2 separate regions of the Mus musculus genome follow, and region 2 is linked to region 1. Evidence: chromatin contacts called from public promoter capture Hi-C data. All regions are on one chromosome and are shown on one strand. Each heading gives the region's core, a stretch centred on a gene start, on an enhancer-like site or on the middle of the called end of the contact. The rest is flanking DNA. Distances are from core to core; before and after follow the strand shown.

What was found. Promoter capture Hi-C pulls out the DNA fragments that hold promoters and counts their contacts.
Region 2: a contact with region 1 is called in a promoter capture Hi-C map of liver, with 4 times the contacts expected there. The contact joins the promoter of Rnase13 here to the promoter of Rnase10 in region 1. A contact is called at or near these places in 2 of 39 promoter capture datasets (hippocampal neurons and liver).

The regions. Positions count from the first base shown.
Region 1 is chr14:51,006,352-51,009,804 of GRCm38.p6, reverse strand. Rnase10 (ribonuclease, RNase A family, 10 (non-active)) reads right to left here and starts at 1,876. Exons shown (of 2, transcript NM_029145.3): 1 at 1,733-1,876; 2 at 1-532. The coding sequence starts at 1,838.
Region 2 is chr14:51,921,020-51,924,472 of GRCm38.p6, reverse strand. Rnase13 (ribonuclease, RNase A family, 13 (non-active)) reads left to right here and starts at 1,700. Exons shown (of 1, transcript NM_001011687.2): 1 at 1,700-2,313. The coding sequence starts at 1,793. The coding sequence ends at 2,254.

The DNA of each region.
Region 1 (3,453 bases), core at 627-3,126:
TTGGCCAATTTGCACAATGTCAGATCAAAAGGCCGGGGACTTTTGTAACATTTGCCCCCCTTGAGGTCACAGTCAACCAGGGAACCGTTACAGACAGCTTTGACTGTGTTTGGGTCCTCATGGATGAACGTGTACTGGTTTATGCAGCTCTGATTAGGCTCCTTTATCTTGTGTGCCATCATGGTATTACAGTCCCTGACACTCAAGTCAAACTTAAGGTAGTCTTGTTTGCTCTGAAAGCGGGGCTCAGCCCTCAGCATCCTGCTTCCCCCCACTTCATCTTCACTGAGGACAGCCTCTTCTGGCCAGACAGGTTGTGCCATTTCTTTGTAGCCAAGTGCCAGACCTTCTGTGGTCCAGATGCCCTCTCCCTCTTCAGTATTCTGGGAGTCACTGGGCCAAAATTCATTCAGTGGCTGATCCTCCAGGACGGCAGCTGCCATGTGAAGGCCCAGGCCCAGCCCCAGCCCTAGGCCTAGCAACAGCAGCAACATCATGAACAACAGATGCACCAGTGTCACCTTCATTTTGCCTGAAGAAGAAGAGGAAAATGAAGGCGTGATGTAGAGATAAACTCTGGCCCCTGCCATGGTTGGCCAACGCCAGCAAAATAGACCTTGAGTACTCCACTGAATTCTCCCCGTTACTCCACCTACCTAAGGAAATGAATCTCTTTCTTGAACACTTCTTCTGCCCCTTCTCCTCACATTCCCCATTCCTGTGTGGGTCTTGAGGATTGGAAAGTGGCTAACAGAAGTGACTGTAAGCTGGTCCTTGTCTGAGTAATCAGTGAGGAAACTTGATGCCACTCCATCCTCTCTAGCCCCCGCCCACCGATTCTTAAACAGAAATTATTCTCGAATCACCAAAGAGAGTAGCTAAGCCAAATGAGTACAGAGAAATTCTTAGAGACAACCTTGCTCTAGGAAGCATTGTGTCCATTTTTATCCCAGATTTATTTTGCTTGTTATTATTACCCTTTTCCCAAAAAGGAATAAAAATGAACTGAAAGAGAAATGGGTTCGTTCTCACTCCTAAAGTAAAGCTGCAGAAATGTGCAGTCAGCCCAGGCCTCTGCTACATCTTGTCATTTGTATTTCTATTTGTGGTTAGGGAAGAAATGCAGTACGGCTTTCTCAGGCTCCAGCTATTTTGGCAGCCGCTCTTGGTTGGGGGCCATCCCAGAACTAAGGCAGGAAGATGTAGCTGAAAGGAAGTTACAGTCTTTGCAGTCAACAGCTCTGGGCTCCAAATTGTTAAACTTGTTATGAAACGTGGAAAGTGCATGCTGTGTGTGAGCAGACTCTGAAGCCGAGGACTCGGGGAAGGGCACGGTTGGCCTTCTTGCTCAACAGTCACCCAGCGCTGAGGAAATCTCACATAGAATTTATCTTGGCCAAAAACTAGCATCCATCATTACAGTGGCAATAACATTACATTGGCACAGCATGTGGAAAATACTGCAGAGTGTGCACACTGGCTGTCATTGACTCAAGTGACTCTGACGTTGTTAGAAGCTTGCCAGAGCAGACTGGTGAGATAAACCAGGAAAGATTTCCTTTAGTAAAAACTTGCCAGAGCTTGTTTTTGTTTTAAAGAAGAGGAGAGAAAGAAATTTCAAGAGAATGAAACTGAATGGGCTGTGGATGTGGCTCAGCTGCTAGAGATCTTGCCTAGAATACATGAGGCCCCGGCTTTGCTCTCTGAGGTACCCGACCCTGACGTGGCTTACCTACACTTGTAAGCAGCTTTAGATAGTCTTGGCTCTTCCTATGTCCCCAGTTCTGCTCTCCTAGAGCGTCCTTCTCTGTGAGCTGTACCCAGAAACTGCTCTCCATACAAGTAGCTATCTCCTTGTGTGCTGAGGGCTTTTAAACACAGCCGGATCTCCTGAACCCATGCCTCTCCCCTTCTTTCCTTCCCAGCACAGAATGGACACACTCAGCTAATGTGTCTTTCTGCTCCCACAAACACTTTGAAGTAAAGAAATTTAAGCAAACGACAGGAAGTATCCTCTACCTGGAAGAACTGCAGACAGTTGTATTCCATCAACTGTTCTACTCTGAGTTCCGCCCACTGACCTGTGGTTTAGAACAGTCTCACCTTGTGCCTGAGTCCCAAGCCTGATTGTCTTGTTTTCTACACATACTGCCTTCAGCCCTTTCCCATCACTTCTGGAATGGTAGTATCTGGCGTCTTGTTTTTATTTTTGTTTGCGGCACCTTTCCAATACTGCTTTTCACATTTTTGCAAGGGTAGCATGACTTCATTTGATTATTTGCAGTGGGGAAAAAAAAATCCAGATTTTGTAAATGTAGTTATTTGGCTCTTGAAAAGGAACATGAAAGCAGAACAACTCATCAATCAGCTCCTACATGTGGTGAACTAAACCAGTGAGGTCACCGTGTCCAATAGATGTTCCTTTCTCCAGCTGAAGGCTGAGCATCTGGGACTGATAAGGCACGGCACAGATCATCTCCAGATGATGACGATGATCATCTCCCGAGACGCATGCTTTCTGTAGTCATTATGCAGGAGACCCAAGTGGTGAGCTCAGAGTTCTGCTGTCTACAGGCTTTGGGGGGGGGGGGAGGTTGTTTTTGTTTTTCCTTTTGTTTGTTTGGTTTTTGGCCTTTTGAGCTACAGTTCATTCTCAAATGGTCAACAAAAGTGTAAGTAGAGACTAAAACCTCACCTTGCTCCCTGCTAAACTAACTGCATTAAGACTGGCACAAAGTCTTCTTCAGGTAAAGGAAAAGGCCTTCTTTGTAAATCACATGAAGGAGCTGCTGCGGTCTGAGGATTCAGATAGATGGTTTTACATTTTAGTTCACTTGCACAGTAGTGACCTCATGTGGCCTTCCGGACTTCTTTACCAGAGGAGGTTAGAATTATTCCCCCAGTTTTATAATAAACTTGAAGCCTTGAGATGTTCAGCGATTAGCAGAATACGGAGGGCGGGGGATGGGTTCCTGCTTTGCCAGCTGCCACCCATTGCTCCTTGTCTTTGTGAACAAAATCTCCAGAAAGAAGCTATGGCTGCAGAGACTGACTGGTTAGAAGTATAGTACTGTGGAGAGACTTACCTTATTACTTTATCTTGGACTAGTTCTAGCCTTCCAGAACTGCCATTTCTTGCCTGTATCTGTGTTGGAACTAACATCTTGTGACTACCAGAAATCTTTTGGAATCTATTGACTTAGCAGAGCACTAGCTTCTACCAGCCCCAGGATATCATCAGATAGCATCTTCCACCTGTAAAACGGCTCCTCCCATTCCACTGCCCCTGCCTCCCTGAGGTACCCACCAATGTATTTTAAATCTGCCTCGATTTCAGCCTTAATCATCCTATAAAACTACCAAGTTCATAAAACAGCTTCTACATTGGAACATGGAATTTGGGCTAACCTAAACCTGTGTTCCTGGCCCACAACCACTCAAAATGGCTATCTT
Region 2 (3,453 bases), core at 451-2,950, 910 kb before region 1:
TCATTCTGCTTCCTAACTGCGGGGTCAATGCGACCAGCGGCTTCAGCATCCTGCTGCCTTAGCTTGCCCACCCTGATGGGCTCTCCTCCATATGTGAACCAGAACAAACCCTTTTCTCTTAAAGTTGCTCCTGTCCAAGCTTTTTAGCACAGCGGCAGGAAAATAAAGACAAAGACACAAGAGAACTGAGTCTAAGGAGAAGAGATTTAATTTGGGGCTCTTGTTTGTGTAGCCAGAAAGAACCAGTCCAGAGGAGGCTGCAAGTGAGAGACCACAGAGAGAATACCAATATGTCTCCTGAGACCAACTCCTTCCTGTGAGCTCCACAGTGAACCGCAGAGCACCTAGGGGTCTGGCTTCTGACTCCTGCTTCTGCTGATGAAGGTGAAAAAGTTCTAAGAGCATCCCAGGGGGATGGGCAGGGTGATACATAGCTCTCTGTTTTTGGCACTCAAGAGGCCGAAGACAGACTGATAAGCAGTTTGAGGCCAGCCTGGCATACACAGTGAGAGCCTGTCACAAGTAAGGCCCCAAAATTTGTAAATGTGGAGAATGCCCTTAGGGAGACATGGCTGCAGGGCTTGGCGGCGGGTGGGGGTGGTGGGTGGTGGTGGGGGGTGGTGTCAAAGGTTAGAGCTGGCAAATTCCTTGAAACTTGTTTGTGTTGACTTTGATGAAGATCCAGATATTTGATAAAAAGCTGAGTAACTTAGCCCTTTCCTCAGCAGGACAAACTGCCACACACACCAGCCAGTACCAAGAATCTGCTCAGGCCAGGTGGTTCACATTCTCTCAAGAGCCAGAACCAGCTTGTTGGGGCTGCAGAGGCAGCGTGCAGAGATTCCTAGCAGTGCTCTGAACTGACAGGCCCTGAGTCAAGGGTGCAAGGTGTTGGCACACTCAGCTGGTAAGGGGCACTGTGGGGAGTCCTGGAGGTTCTTTGTTCTCAGCCTGCCACCTTGGTGGGCGGTGCTGATGGGCACAGCCCTGGGGCTTATAAGTGGGATGAGACATTGGTGAACCCTCCATCAAAGGTAAACACTTTGTTCTTCATAAAAAAGGATGGTTCTATCCTCCCACGTTGCTAAAAGCAGGACCTGTAAGCCAGAGCAAACATCAAAGAAGGTCCCAGGAACTTTGGGATTTCTGGCCAGGAGGTTGGATCTAAATGTCCTGAGGATACCCACATGGAGACCAGACAGTATCTCTTTCCTCCTACCCACCTAACCCAGATAGCACAGTGCTCCTCAAATCCAGAGGACACTCCCTCCTCCCAGACTGTCTTGATCCAGAAATCTTTTCAGTCTCAACCCACCTCTAGGCTGTAAGCGGCCTTAGGCAAGACACATCCCTGCCTCCCACTCTCTTCCCCTGACTGTCTTCAGGTTTCTTCCTGCAGAGCTGTCAGAGACTACCAAGGCAGCCTGTTCTCCACTCCTTCTGTGGCTACCATAAGGAGTGCTGGGAAGCAGGGAGCAATCAGAAGCCCCTTTCTCCAAGGACCAGCTGGACTTGTGAATCTGTGCTGCACAGCCCAAGGCCTGGGTGAGACGGTCTTTGGTGGTGAACCATAGGAGGAGGGTTGGCTGTAGATGGCTGCTCTGAGGGGTGACCTTGAGCAAGTACTTTGCCTTCTTGGAGTGACAGAATCTGTAAGGTACTACTGAGCAGTTCTTAGAGGTGAGGGGAGGCACACAGGGGAAGCTGGAGAAGACCGGAGACTCTGGGAAGCGTGGGCAGGTCTCGTTAGCCCAATGTGCCTCTAATTACTTTAACCCTGCCAGCAGAAGGCATGGCACCAGATGTGGCCTGGCTCCTTGTCCTCCCGCTTGTCTTCCGGCCAACTCTGGTGACAGGCATCACAATTCAGACGGCCATCAAGAACTTCCGAACCTTACATGTTGACTACCCCATGGTTAACTACCCAAAGGGATTCCACGGATACTGTAATGGCCTCATGGCCTACGTGAGAGGCAAACTGCAGGACTGGTACTGCCCTAAGATCCACTATGTGGTCCACGCCCCCTTGGAAGACATCCAGAAGTTCTGTAAATACAGCGAGAGCTTCTGTGAAAACTACAACGAGTACTGCACCCTCACTCAGAACTCCTTCCCCGTCACAATCTGCACCCTGGTTCATCAACAGGCACCAACCAGCTGTAGCTATAACAGCACCCTGACCAACCAAAGGCTGTACTTGCTCTGCTCCCGCAAGCATGATGCTGAGCCTATAGGTATCATTGGTCTCTACTAGGGACTTAGTTCTCAAACTAGTCCCACCTACTACAGGCCTCTACATGCCACACGAAGGCCCGTTCCCAAACTCTGAGTCTGTCTGCAAGTCTTCCTCCTGACATCTGAAGCAGAACCCCGCCCTCCTTCAGGCTCTTTCGCCTTCTCATGGCCCCCACCATGAGCCTTCCTCTCCCAGTGACAGTGAAACCCACCCAAGAAGCAGACTGTGTCCAGCTGGCAGTGCTTGTGTATCTGCTGGGTCAGATCCCGACTCCTGGAGGGAGGCCCAGGCCCCAGATCACACCATGGCAACAGGCACCCAGCTCCAGTATCTCTCCCTAGGCCTGTTTTTAGTGTCAGCCAGTCCTCCACCCCCACCACACCTCCCGCAACCTCAAGTTCCCTTCCAATTCCTGCCACGCTCCGGCAATAAGAACCTCAGGCCCGTTTGCCTCCCTTTCCCACAGCCCCCAGTCTCCAGCCTGTACTAATCTGTGATTTCCCCTTTCCCTTCATATAACCCATCCTTCTCCCCTCCTCCCACCATGGAGCCTAGTACTGTTTTCCCTGACTTTCCCAACCAACGTTAGCCATGCTGCCTGCCTGTTTCCAACCACTGTCCTCCATCTCTCTCACCTTGGCCCCCCACAATTTCAAATGATCGTTCTTGTCCTTTCCAAGGTCCCTCGGTCCCTCTGAACCCCCTTATCTCTTTCACTCAGGTGACAGGGGAAGAGGCAGTCCCAGCCCCAGTCATGTTCTGTGTAAAAACCACTGTGGGAAACTGGGCAGGGGGCGCATGAGCCCCTTTTTAGACTGACTTCTTGTGAATCTGTACTCATTTCTTAATAAAATGTTAAAAACACATTCAAACTCAATTATGGTTGAATTCCCTTCCCTGCTTTAGGTGTCCTGGTGATCTGACCGTCTTAGCAGTGGAAATGTCTTCTGCTCTGTGGGCATGAGGGTGGAGGTGGGGTTCGTGAAAGACGTTAATGGCAGTGCCTGAGAGGCAGAGGCAGGCAGATCTCTGGGAGTTCAAGGCTAGCCTGATCTAGCATTCCAGGCCAGCCAGGACGGCACAGTGAAACTCCTGTCTCAAAAAGCAACCGACTAGAAAGATTGTATCTTTCCCTAGCCTGAAAGTACATTTGTGATTTGTGGTAGGTGTCAGGCTTTCCTTCCTGGCTTCTATTTATCTCCCAACAAAACTTGGAT